Linked DNA regions of Sus scrofa: regions 1, 2 and 3 are each linked to region 4. A link is a contact called in public Hi-C and HiChIP or PLAC-seq data. All regions are on one chromosome and are shown on one strand. The core of a region is the stretch at or near the end of the contact, and the rest is flanking DNA. Distances in the headings are between cores, read along the strand shown.

The links. Hi-C and Micro-C count contacts between places; a contact is called where the count stands out from the background. HiChIP or PLAC-seq counts read pairs in DNA pulled down with a chosen protein or histone mark.
Region 1: a contact with region 4 is called in a Hi-C map of liver, with 5 times the contacts expected there. The contact joins the enhancer-like site here to the promoter of TRABD in region 4. A contact is called at or near these places in 2 of 5 promoter capture datasets (fetal liver and liver), 8 of 47 Hi-C or Micro-C datasets (embryonic fibroblasts, epiblast stem cells, heart right ventricle and 3 more) and 1 of 2 datasets of contacts at active chromatin or transcription factors (alveolar macrophages).
Region 2: a Hi-C map of liver shows a contact between it and region 4, with 5 times the contacts expected there. The contact joins the promoter of CRELD2 here to the promoter of TRABD in region 4. A contact is called at or near these places in 2 of 5 promoter capture datasets (fetal liver and liver), 10 of 47 Hi-C or Micro-C datasets (embryonic fibroblasts, epiblast stem cells, heart right ventricle and 5 more) and 1 of 2 datasets of contacts at active chromatin or transcription factors (alveolar macrophages).
Region 3: a contact with region 4 is called in an H3K27ac HiChIP or PLAC-seq map of alveolar macrophages. The contact joins the promoter of SBF1 here to the promoter of TRABD in region 4. A contact is called at or near these places in 1 of 5 promoter capture datasets (liver), 2 of 47 Hi-C or Micro-C datasets (embryonic fibroblasts and retroperitoneal adipose tissue) and 1 of 2 datasets of contacts at active chromatin or transcription factors (alveolar macrophages).

The regions. Positions count from the first base shown.
Region 1 is chr5:688,716-691,828 of Sscrofa11.1, forward strand. No RefSeq gene overlaps it. Among named protein-coding and RNA genes, the nearest start is that of PIM3, 9.6 kb to the left of the region's middle. Within about 2 kb of position 1,661, at least 31 of the 83 cell types and tissues checked have an H3K27ac peak or open chromatin away from gene starts, as enhancers often do. A contact at or near this core is called in alveolar macrophages, liver and mesenteric adipose tissue, where this site is marked.
Region 2 is chr5:715,405-718,215 of Sscrofa11.1, forward strand. It overlaps CRELD2 (cysteine-rich with EGF-like domain protein 2), which reads right to left and starts at 1,362. Exons shown (of 10, transcript XM_003126783.6): 1 at 1,058-1,362; 2 at 654-736. The coding sequence starts at 1,183. It overlaps ALG12 (dol-P-Man:Man(7)GlcNAc(2)-PP-Dol alpha-1,6-mannosyltransferase), which reads left to right and starts at 1,524. Exons shown (of 10, transcript XM_021091350.1): 1 at 1,524-1,680.
Region 3 is chr5:264,978-267,902 of Sscrofa11.1, forward strand. SBF1 (SET binding factor 1) reads left to right here and starts at 1,538. Exons shown (of 41, transcript NM_001206370.1): 1 at 1,538-1,550; 2 at 1,902-1,987; 3 at 2,353-2,490; 4 at 2,630-2,779; 5 at 2,865-2,925. The coding sequence starts at 1,538.
Region 4 is chr5:493,127-495,842 of Sscrofa11.1, forward strand. TRABD (traB domain-containing protein) reads right to left here and starts at 1,448. Exons shown (of 10, transcript XM_021091341.1): 1 at 1,351-1,448.

The DNA of each region.
Region 1 (3,113 bases), core at 411-2,910, 200 kb after region 4:
TCCCGGCCCGGCTGGGTCGGGGTGTTCGGTTGCCAGGAAGGGCCGAAGGGTCCCATTGCAAAGCCGCACTGGTTCCTGGGGGACAGGGACCCTAGGGTTCCATGCAAGGCCCATCTCTCTCTGTGACATGGTGCCACTGCTGGCGGGGGATCTGATGGCATCCGCAGGAGCCCCCACCCTGGCCAGGCGGGGGCGTCCACCTTTGCTCTCAGGCTTGTGCCAGCCTGGCTCCCTTCTGCCTCCTAGTCCCGGCCCCAGGGGGGCCTGTCTTTCTCCCCAGCCCCCTAAGCGACGCCCCATCCTAGCCCTCTGCCCCAGGCTGCCGGCTCTGTCTCCACTACCCCCGCCTGGGCGTTCCCCAGTGGCTCTGCGGGCGGCCTGGCAGCAGGGCAGCCGCTGACTCGCGGTTTCTGGGACGCGCCAGGACGGGGTTTCGACCCGGCCCTGAGTCCCTCCCAGGCGGGCAGGTCTAGGGCTCTGGGACCCACCCCGGGTGGAGGCTGCCCCATGGGCAGCAGAATGAGCTGACCCAGGCCTGCACCCACTGCCCATGCAGGCAGCATCCGGAGCCCGCTTCTAAACACAGCACTCCCCCCTTGACGCCCCACCCCCCGTGGAGAAAAGGCCGCCCTGTGGGTCCTTGGTTCTTGGTTCTCGGTTCTCAGAGCTGCAAGGTAGGCCTTCTGGGAGCAGCACCTGCCCCCAGGACAGCGGGGAGGGGGCACCTGTTTCTGCGCCTCCTGCCCCGGCAGCACCTTCACCTCCAGGCGCTCACAGCCCAGCCCGCGCTGCTTCTCAGGCCTCCCCAGGCCTGGTCGTGCTGCACTAGCGAGGCTGACCCGACCTTGGGGGCAGCTGCAGAGTCTGGTGCAGGCCTGGGGGCTGTTGGGTCTGCTCCTGGCCTCCCTCCTCAAGCCACAGCTTGCCACGTGGGGAGCACGGGCAGGAGGGCAGAGCCCACACGGGCTCTGAGGGCAGAGGCGGGCACTGTCCTTCTCTGGAGCCCCATTTATAGGTGGGGAAACTGAGGTTCAGGGATGCAGACGGCTGGCCAATTCCCAGCTGCCAGCTCAGGTTGGGCGGTACTGCCCAGCTCACAGGCTGGAAAACTGAGGCTGGGGGTCACCAGGACAGGGTCCTAAGGGGAGAGGCAGGAAGCTGGGGCAGGTGGCCTGGAACCCGAGCACTCAGTCCAGGGCTGGGGGTGGGGGGGCACCAGGAGGTGGGGAGGCCACGCGGGGGCAGGGGAGGGGGCTGGGCCCAGCAGTGGCCAGGGGCCCTCTGTGGAGTATCTGGCCTCCTGAGGTCCCACTGCCGGGACACCAGGGACCCCAGCAGAGGTGACCCGCCTGCCTGCCTGCAGCCTCTCGGGAGGCGGGCCAGGGCAGGCCAAGCAGGGTGCATGTCAGGTCAGCACATGGAGACCCCACTCTGCCCTCGGGAGCTAAAGGGCTCTGGGGGACACCGGCCAGATTGCACTTGAGCTGAGGTAACGCGGGCAGAGCTGGACCAGGGCCACGGAGCTCCATCTTGGCACTGGCTGGTACCAGGCCCCAGGCCAAACTCAGCCTCCCGGTCCCCATCTCTGGTCTCTGACTAGTGAGGAGGTGCGGATGCCTGCCTGCCCACCCCCCACCCAGGGGCCCAGCTCTCAAGGTGCCCTGGGTGCCACCCATGACTCAGGCTGTGGCCTCTGTTCCACCTGCTTCCTGGCTGGGACCCAGGCCACACACACACACACACACACACACACACACACACACACAGACGCACACACACACATACACACACACACAGCTGGTCAGACCGGTTCCACAGGGCCTGCTCTTGGCTGGTGTGGGCCAGCCCTGCCTGGAGGTACCCCGCCCCTACTCCACCCCAGACACACTTCTGCACCTGTGAGCTGGGCGGCACGGCCACCTAAGGCCCTCACTTGGCTGGGTGCACAGAGGCGCTGGGAGTGGGCATGATGCATGGGAAGAGGCCAGGGAGATGCGGCCACCCCAGCTCCCCCCGGGGCCCTTCCAGCAGTGCCCTCCAGCTCGCCACTGTCTGAAAGGGACTCTCACAGACCCAGGACCCCGAGAAGGGCAGCTGCAGGGCACCTGAGTCCCCAGTTCCTTGGCAGGTCCGAGGGCACGTAGCAGGCCACCCCCAGCACAGCTCAGAACAGCCCCGCGTCCTACTCTGTCTGCTCTGCTCCCCTGTGTTTGATGGGGACCCCACCCTCGCCGGTCACTGGAGCCATCTGGGTCCCTCTGGATCTTTCCAGACTCCCCACCCTGCGGTTTGGGGTTGTCCGAGGGGTGCCAGGGGAGTGCCCTGCGTGAGCCCCTCAGCCAGCCTGGCGGCCGAGAGGTGCAGGTGTCTGCGTGCGCAGGATTGGCGTGTGCCTGTGCAGGGGGCGCCAGGGGGGTCCTATGTACAAACCACGAAGGCCTGTGTGCCCGATGCCTGTGGTCCCCTGGGTCCACTTGGGTGCCGAGCCAGGACCTGGAAGTGACCATGTGGACCCAGGGAGACCCTTGTGCCGGGCCAGTGGCCCGTGTCCTTCGTGACCTGCAGCCCTGAGTGCCCTCTACTAGAAAGTCCAGCAGCCTGGATGCCCAGGCAGATGTGACTGTCACCCACAGGCTTCATCCCCCAGTGGGTGTGCCTGGGCCAAGGTGAAGGGCAGAGCCAATGCCTGGGACCCGCACCTGCGCCCAGGATGCTCCCCCAACCCAAACCATCCTGCCACCTGCCCCACCTCCCAGGCCTCCTGCATCCCAAGGGTCTCTGCTCTCCAGACCCTCTCCCAGGCCTGGGTAGTTGGTTGGGGGGCGGCGGGGGAGGGGCAGAGCAGGGCCAGAAATCCCGATCAGGCTCCAAGGGCGATGGGGAGACAGGCAGGGATGCGGTGGAAGGGCAGTGGGGGAGCGAGCGGGTCGAGGAGATGGAGGCGACCGAGGTCGGCAGAACAGCGCGGTCATGCGGGGCGAAGAGGGACTGGGGGCCAAAGGCCGAGAGGGGGGCGGGCGGGGGCGGAGCAGTGGGGCCAGGGGCGGGGCCGCGGCGGCGGGGCGGGGCGAGGGGAGGGCGGATGCGGGAACCGCAGGAGTTGGGGGAGAAAA
Region 2 (2,811 bases), core at 112-2,611, 220 kb after region 4:
CACGCACAGGCCGTCAGCACCGCAAGGCCAGGGCACAGCGCCCTCTACAGGGAGGTCCGGAGGCCAGGCCCGAGGGACCGTGGCGCTTCACTGAAAAAACCCTCAACAGAGACCCCAAATGGAGCTGGGGGCTGTCAGTGCCAGGCGGAGAATTAAAGGCGGAGGGCAGGGGTGGTCAGGGTGGCCCATCAGGTGTGGGGTCCAGCGGGGGAACCCCTGCCATGGGCAGGATGGGGCTGGAGCTGCGGTGGGGAGGGAGTGAGCTCCATCTGTTTTTTGGTTTTTGGTTTTCTTTAGGGCCACACCTGTGGCACATGGAGGTTCCCAGGCTCGGGGTCGAATCGGAGCTGCAGCTGCCGGCCTACGCCACAGCCACAGCAATACCAGATCCGAGCCACATCTGTGACCTACACCACAGCTCACAACAACACTGTATCCTTAACCCACTGAGCAAGACCAAGGTGTGAACCCACATCCTCCTGGCTACTAGGCGGGTTCTTAACCACTGACCCCCAGTGGGAACTCCCCACCTGTGTTTGGCACCGGCACCAGGTAAGGACAGGTGCCGGTGCCAAAGGGACTCTGTATCATCAGTGCTCCCGGGGACATGTCACCAAAGGCAGGCACTGGGCCGCTCAGAGCAGGGTGCCTACCTGAATTCATACTTGGACAGTGTCTTTTCCTCCCAAGCTGTGTTTCCACCTCCAAAGTTCTTATTTGCTGTGTCCACCATACCCTGCGGGGGAAAGGTGGCGCTGCTGCCTCACCCCTGTTCATGGCAGGGTCACCCCGGTTCCATAGCAGGGGTGACCCCAGATTCATGGTGGGGTGACCCAATCCATGGCAGGACAACCCTGGGTCCATGGTGTGGGGACCCTGGTTCATGGCGGGGGGTTGGGGGGTGTAACAGTACACAGCAGGGCAAATCTAGTCCATGGCGAGGTGACCCCAGGTCCACAGTGCGGCAACCTTGGGCCCATCGTGGGGTGATCCCCGAGTCCACGGAGGGGCGACCCAGGCCCACCCCCTGGCTCCATGTCCTCGCGGAGCGGCACACCTGGTTGAACTTGTCCACCAGCTCCCGGCAGCGCTTACAGGGCGTCGGCTTCTTGGTGGCCTCGCCGGGAGGCGGCGGCAGAAGCAGCAGCAGCAGCACCCCCAGCGACGGGACCGGAAGGCGCATGGCGGGCCAAGGCGGACAGCGCCACGGGAACGCGGCCGCGCGGGCACCGGCCGAGGTCCAGCAAGCACCCGCCGAGCGTTCCGACCCTCGGCCGCCCACCGGCTCAGCAGCGCCGGCGGTTCCCGGGCCTACTTGACGGCGCCGGCCGGGGCCCCGCCCTTCACCATCCCTCGCGCTGCTATTGGTTGGATGGCTCCGCCCCGTCCTCATGTGGCCCAATCCGAGCTCGCCACGGGAGGCCACCAATAGGAAGGGCCCGGGTCAGCGTGCCGCCGGGAGGGTTGGGCACAGGGGGCGGGGAGATCCGAGGCGGCTGGCTCACGCCCCGCCTGTGGCGGCCATCTTTACTCCGGGCAGGAAGGGCGCCCGCTGAGACGGCAGCTAGGCGTTGGTGGCCATGTTAGGTTCGGTCAAGGGCATCGGTTTCCGCTGCTCCACTTCCGGTCGAGGGCAGCTCTGGCGGCCGCGCTTCGAGGGACTGTGCTCTGGGCGGCGAGGTCAGCGCGCGCGGCTCTGGGGGCGGGCTGCGGGGGCTCCAGGCCGGCGCTGTGGCTGCGCTTCTCGGGCATCGCCGGGCTTGTCCACGCGGGAGGGCCGCCAGGCCTCCTCACCTGGGGCCTGATGACTGTCTTTGGGGGCCCAGGAACCTGCATTTTGCATTTCCCCACGCGCCCCGGGCATTTAGCACTGGAGCCCGTGGTTTGAATCCGGACTAAGATGAGCCCTATCCCGACTGTCATAGAACAAAAGATACAAAGTTTTCTCTGGCCTAATTTGCGCCAGATGGCTCGTTTCCGCCAGGGATTAATAATGTGAACATCTGATATGACCAGTTTCCCGCAGAGACCCTAGAACCCCATAGACAAGAGGGCCTCTGTGGGCTTGCCTAATCCGAGATGCCACTGTTCTACAATTTGCGCGTTGATGAGTTGTGGCTGGCTTGCTTGCTTGCTTGCTTTGTTTATGTTTTAGGGCTGCACCCGCGGCATATGGAGGCTCCCAGGCTAGGGGTCCATTCGGAGCTGCAGCTGCGGGCCTACACCACAGCCACAGCAATGCGGGATCCAAGCCACATCTATGACCTACACCACAGCTCACGGCCACGCCGGGTCCTTCACCCACTGAGCGAGGCCAGGGATGGAACCGCATCCTCATGGACCCTAGTCAGATTCGTTTCCACTGCGCCACAGCAGGAACTGCCTGTTATTGTCTTTTCTAATGAAAATGGAAGCTTAAGAGCTTTTACTGCACTTCCTTTTCAAGTCGTTGGAGCACCTGCTATGCTCTGGGCTCTGCTGACACCTGAGTGAATGGGGGCGGGGGTGCCCTCAGGATGAGAACCCCCGGGGGGACAGAGGGTCAGTGATGGGGAAAAACAAAAATCCTGCCGCCAAGGAGCTTACGTTTTAAAAAGAGGGAGACAGGAGTTCCCGTTGTGGCGCAGTGGTTAACGGATCCGACTAGAAACCATGAGGTTGCGGGTTCGATCCCTGGCCTCGCTCAGTGGATTAAGGATCTGGCATTGCCGTGAGCTGTGGTGTAGGTTGCAGACGCGGCTCAGATCCCGCGTGGCTGTGGCTGTGGGAGGCCGGCAGCTGTAGCTCCAATTTGACCCCTAGCCTGGGAAC
Region 3 (2,925 bases), core at 288-2,787, 230 kb before region 4:
GCGGGGGAAGGCCCGCTTGCCCGCTCGCGCCCGCCTCCGTGCGCAGCTGGGACAGCTCCAGGAAAGCCTTCGCTTGCTCTTTGGAAGGTGGAGCTGCGTGCTGGGAGTTGACTTTCACACCATGAATGGGGTAGGGTGGGTGAGCCGTGGACAAGACACTTCTCTGTGGGGAGAGTCTGCGGAGAGTAGCCCCCCAAAGGCCACCTGTCCCCCGGCTTTGGGAGGGAGGCTGTGGTGCAGAGGCTGCTGTCCCCATCCGCCCTCTCCTCCTCTTCCTTCCTCCCCCTGCTGCCTCGTGGCAAGAACTGGGTGAGCCCTGGGTGCCAGCCAGGGCCGAATGGAGATGGTGGTTTGGGGCCGCACACAAGGCAGCCTTTGGGGGAGTCGTCGAGGGAGGAGCCAGGTTCAGGGGAGCAAGCCGAGGCCTGTTGAGGGTGGCTCTTGCGGGTGAACCTGGGGGGACCCTGGGGTCTTCCTGTGGGGGGGGGTGTGGCACCAGCAGACACCTGTCCTCCCCCCATCTCCTCTGTCTGCCACCTTGTCTCAGTGTCAGTGGTGGGAGGGGGAGGGGAGCAGGAAGCTGAGGTTTTGTGAGTCAGAGTCAGGCCGGCACCCTCCCCCCAGCCGGCGGCAACCTGCCTGCTGTCCACCGACCGCCTGGTGTTGCCTCCATGATCGTGGAGGGAGGGTGGGCTCCTACGATGGCAGCTCCTCTGCCTTCCGGGGCCTGGGCAGTGTGTGCTGTCGGCTGCTCAGGCCTAGGCCTGTGCCCAGGCCTCCAGCTCTGTCTGAGGCTCCTGGGCCCATTCAAGTCGCAGGTGGACCAGACTGCTGGTCAAGGGACCTCATCTGCCAGGTCCTCAGGCCGCTGGAGGTGGCCGTCTGGGCCTCGGGACAGAGTCTGTCCCCTTTACCTGCCTGCTCTGCTCTTCTGCCTGCGGAGATTAGGGGGAGGCTTTGGTCTGTCCTCCTTGAGCTGCCGGCGGGGGCTGGAGGAAGAGCCTTCATCCTCCCCAGGCCTGTGAGGGGACTGCTTACCCGACTTGGCTCCATGGAGAGTGAGCAAGAGACAGGGCCCCAGCTGGTCCTGCTGGTAGGGACTGGACATGGGGAAGCAGATGCATGGGGGCTTAATGGGCCCTGTGGCTTCAGGGAACGGAGGGGTCCCTGGGGACGCCGGGAGGGAGCATGCTGGGGATGCAGCAGGCTGTGGGCACTGGCAGGGGCCCAGGGCTGCACACGGCCACCTGGTCTGTGGCTGTGTGCATGCCGAGGCCTTGCAGGCGGGAAGCAGGCCTGTGTGCCACCACCTTCAGTCCTTCCTGCCCTCTGCCATCCTCAGGCTGTCTTCTGGGACCTTTGCTGGTCCTGTCTCTGAGGCAGTGGGGACAAGCAGCAGTCTGCAGCCACAGGCACAGGTGGCCTCCCCCCAACTCAGGCAGCAGGAGTGAGACCTGCACCTCTCAAGTGAGCTCAGGGCTGGGGGTGAGGCAGAGGCTGGGAGCAGGAGGAGATTCATGGCAGCCTGTCCACTGTCATGGTGCTAGCAGGTCAGGAGGTCATGGGGGCTGAGTGCCTAAGCTGGGGGTTGCCAGAGGGGCAGGGGCTGGCACACTGGCGTGGGTTCTGGCTGGGGATGTTGCCGCAGCGGAGGGACCCAGGAGTCAGGGAGCGGGAGCAGGGAGTGCTCTCCACCCTGGGCTGGCACGTCTGTGCTCTTGGTGTCCAGCCCCACAGCAGGGGCTTCTCTCTGTGCCCTCTGGTGGCCTCGGGAGCCGGGGCTGGTCTGGTGCCCGCAGAGGGCCAGGGACCTGCCGTGTCTCCACACGGTCCTTGGGGTTCCCAACCTGCCGCCCGGGAGGTGGGAGGTGGCTGGTGCTCTGAGTGGCTTCTGTCTTCAGGGAGTGGGGAAGGCCAGGGCCAGATCCTGCAGCGCTTCCCGGAGAAGGACTGGGAGGACAACCCATTCCCCCAGGGCATCGAGCTGGTGAGTGGGGTGCTCCCCGGGGGGTGGGGGCAGGGCAGCAGCTTGGCACTTGTCCCTGGTGCCAGCCCTCACTGGGTCCTCGGATCCGTCAGCCGCATTGGAGGGCAGAGGGCGGGTGGCGCAGGCTTGGCTGGCCAGGTGCTTGTCGTGTCCTGTTGTCCCTCCCTTGTGGCAGTGGGGACCCCACACGGTGAGGCCCCCACACGGGGAGGCCAGAGGCTGTTTTTGTGGGGTGGGGGCCGCGTGCAGGAGGCAGGGCCCGTGGGCGGTGGAGCTCGGTGCTGGACCTGGCGTCCGGGCCCTGGCTGCAGTCCCCGGAGGGCGGGGGGCTGGGGGAGCTGACTGCTGCCCCTCCCTCCCCATAGTTTTGCCAGCCCAGCGGGTGGCAGCTGTGTCCTGAGAGGAATCCACCGACCTTCTTTGTTGCTGTCCTCACCGACATCAACTCCGAGCGGCACTACTGCGCCTGCTTGACCTTCTGGGAGCCCGCGGAGCCCTCGCAGGTCAGCCTGCCTGGGGCTGAGTGTCCGGCTGTGGCCGACTCCCTCTGCCCTGTGTGTCTCCCTGTCCGTGTCTGGTCCCGGAGCCCCAGGCTCGTGGAGGCCAGAAGGGCCAGTGCTGAGTCCTGACGTCTGTCCCCAGGAAGGGGTGTGCCCTGGGGACACCGAGAGGGCGGAGGAAGCAGATGAGGGAGTGCCACCATCACCCGCAGCGGCTGGCTCGCCCGGCCAGCTCTTTGCTCCGAAGACGCTGGTCCTGGTGTCTCGACTGGACCACGCAGAGGTGTTCAGGGTGAGGCGGGCAGCCAGGGCTCGAGGCAGGACGCGGGGTGCTCTCGCCGGCCGCGCCGTCACCCGCACGTCTGTGGTCCTTGCAGAACAGCCTCGGTCTCATCTACACCATCCACGTGGAGGGCCTGAACGTGGGCCTGGAGAACG
Region 4 (2,716 bases), core at 198-2,697:
GCCTGCCTCCCAGGCCCCGGCCGGGCTTCTCACTGCTGGCCAAGAGCAACCCCCAAGGCCTGCCCAGAAAGCCAAGGGTCCCAGACCGGCCGGACTAGCGGGCCATGAGAGAAATGACTAACCGGGAGGCAGCAGCGTGTGGCCCAGGACCCTTACCCCCTACACCCCCACTTCTGAAGCCTGGGCACCTTGGCCACTGGAGACCCTCCTGGGTCTGGCAGGCCCTGCTCTATGGAGGTGTGGCAAAGGTCGGGACTGGGGCGGAGGGCACATGCCAATTCACATCTGAGCTGGACGCCTAAATGGCTCCTCGTCCAGCACACCTGGCTGACCCCCTGGAACCTGGACACGGCCCAATGCTAGGTCCCGACACTGACCTCCACCGCAGGGCACTGTGTAGGGGCCTGTCTGTCCACCATGCCCGGCCCCCTCTTGGCAGTTTTGCCCAGCAGCCTCAGACACCGCAGCATCACCGCCGTCCTGCAAGGCTGACCGCTGGCCCCAAGGCCGGGGCTCCCTCCTAGTTACACAATGAGGGGGCATCAGCAGCAAAAGCAACAGAGGCCCAGGGTCAGAGGAGCCCGCACCGGAGCGTGCTAAGGGGGCAGCCTGGACGGCTTCCTCTCCAGGGGACCCCGAAAGCCAGGAGGATTCCACCTGGAAACCACCCAGTCTCCCGAAGAGGCTGTCCTGACGCCCAAAGTCAGCCGAGGACTTCTGGGCCAGTTCCTCGTTTTCCATGTGCCTTCGCTTCCTTTCTCGGGATAGTTTCGCAAAGACGCATAGGTGAACTTTGTGGTACTTTGTGGCACGTTTAAGTTGTGTCTCAATAACGCTACTTCACAGAAACAAGGCAGGCAAAGACCTACAGGCCTTGGAAGTTTGGTCTACTTTGCCCATATGGCAGCCGTGCTTGCTCGGCTTGAAGGGCAGAGGCCTCCAGCACGTAGGGCAGGAAGCGCCCAGGGTCTCCACCGAGACCCTGCAGCCGCCGCCTGGGGAGGTGTGGACCCTCCACCGCCCCCCCGCCGCGGCTCAGGCCAGACCCCGCCCCCGGCCCCCGACTCCGACCGACTCCGCCCCCGGCCCCCGACTCCGACCGACACCGGCCCGGGTCCCCGCCCCGCGGCCCCGCCCCCCGCGTGCGCCACTCGAGCCCTTGAGCCCTCTCGACCCTTGCCGTCGACCGCCCACCCCGCGCGCACCCCTCGGAGGCCGGGGCTGACCCTCCTGGCCCGAGACCCTACGCTGGGGGCTGGCTGGTCTCCCGACCTCGACCGCGACCTGACCCCGACCCACCGGGGCCCCCGCGCGCCGCCCCCCGCCCCAGGACCGTGCCGCGCGGCGTACCGAAGCAGGGCGGCGCTCCTCAGCCGGCCTCCATGCGGCTCGTCGCCCCACCGGACGGGGCGGACCGGGGCCGCGGGGCGGGGCGGCCGGACAGGCCCGGGCCGGGGGGGGCCGGGCGGCGCGCGGCATGCCGGGAAGCGTAGTCCCGCGCGCTGTCTGTCTGCTCTTGCCGCGCGCCTGGCCCGAGCCGGCGGACTACGGTTCCCGCGGGGCAGCGCGCGAGCGGCCGCGGACTTCACTTCCCAGGAGGCCGCGCGCTAGAAGCCCCGCCCCTCCCCGCCCCGCCCCCGGCGCCTTGATCCGAGGACTCCTGTGTCGGTTACGCGGCACAGGTTCGAGTCTCAGGTCTGCCACCCGAGTTGAGACGCGCCCTAAAATTCTCTGGCCGCAGCCCCCAGTTAGTAAAAAAAAGCGTCCTCGGGGTGGCTTTGCCTGCTCTGATACAGAACCGTCAAAACTACTCAAAAAAGCGGTGATGGTGCCAGCGAGGAGCAGCGTTCGGGTCCCCAACGGCGACCATGTGGCCACCTCGAGCACCCCTTGGCCTGGCGGCTGGGGCCCGGGGAGACGTGGGCGGGGGCGGCCGGGGGAGAGGGGGCCGGGGAAGGGGCAGGGTCCGCGGTTGGTGGGAGGTGGGGGCCCTCAGGACAGCCTGTCCAGCCGGTGCCTGGTTTGGCCTTTGAGGTCAGCCCACCTGCGGTCAGAGCTGGTTCCAGGAAGGGGGCGTCTGGCCCAGACCTGGTGACCCGTGCAGGTCCTGGGCGGGTTCTCAGTCTGGCGGTGGCCCTCCTGCGGGCGGGCTGCCGTGGGCCATAGAGGCCCCCGCCCCCGTTCACTTGTGCGGGGCGGGCTCCCGCTCCCGCCCACAGGCTGGGCTGTGATCTGTTATCTAAACGGCTTTGGGCTGAAGTCGAGCAGCCAGGCCCTTGGCCCAGGCCTCTGTCCAGTTCCTGTGTGCCAGCTCAGGTCGATTCTGCCCTCCTGCCCTCCTTGGCCATTCACACAGGAGAGCGGCTGTGCGCGATTGCCAGGGACCTAGCGACAGACGGGTTGAGAAGCCCAGGTGGGGCTTGTGTGAGGACCAGAAGCCTGGATTGCAGCCTCAGCTGACGGGTGGGGTCCCAGTTCTCTGGGAGCCCCTCCTCTTGGGAAAGGTGCAGGGAAGGAGCAAGCAGATTGGGGGGGGGGTGTCAAAGGAACGTCCCATGGCACCTGCGGGGAGATGGATGCGTCTGTGGGACACTGACTCGGCCCCTTCTTTCCCAGCAAGCCAAGGCCACGGGCCAGTTCACACCCCAGAGGCCACGTGTTTGCTCCAAGGAGCAGGCCTCTGGATGAGACTGGGTCTGAAATGTCCTGCCAGGCC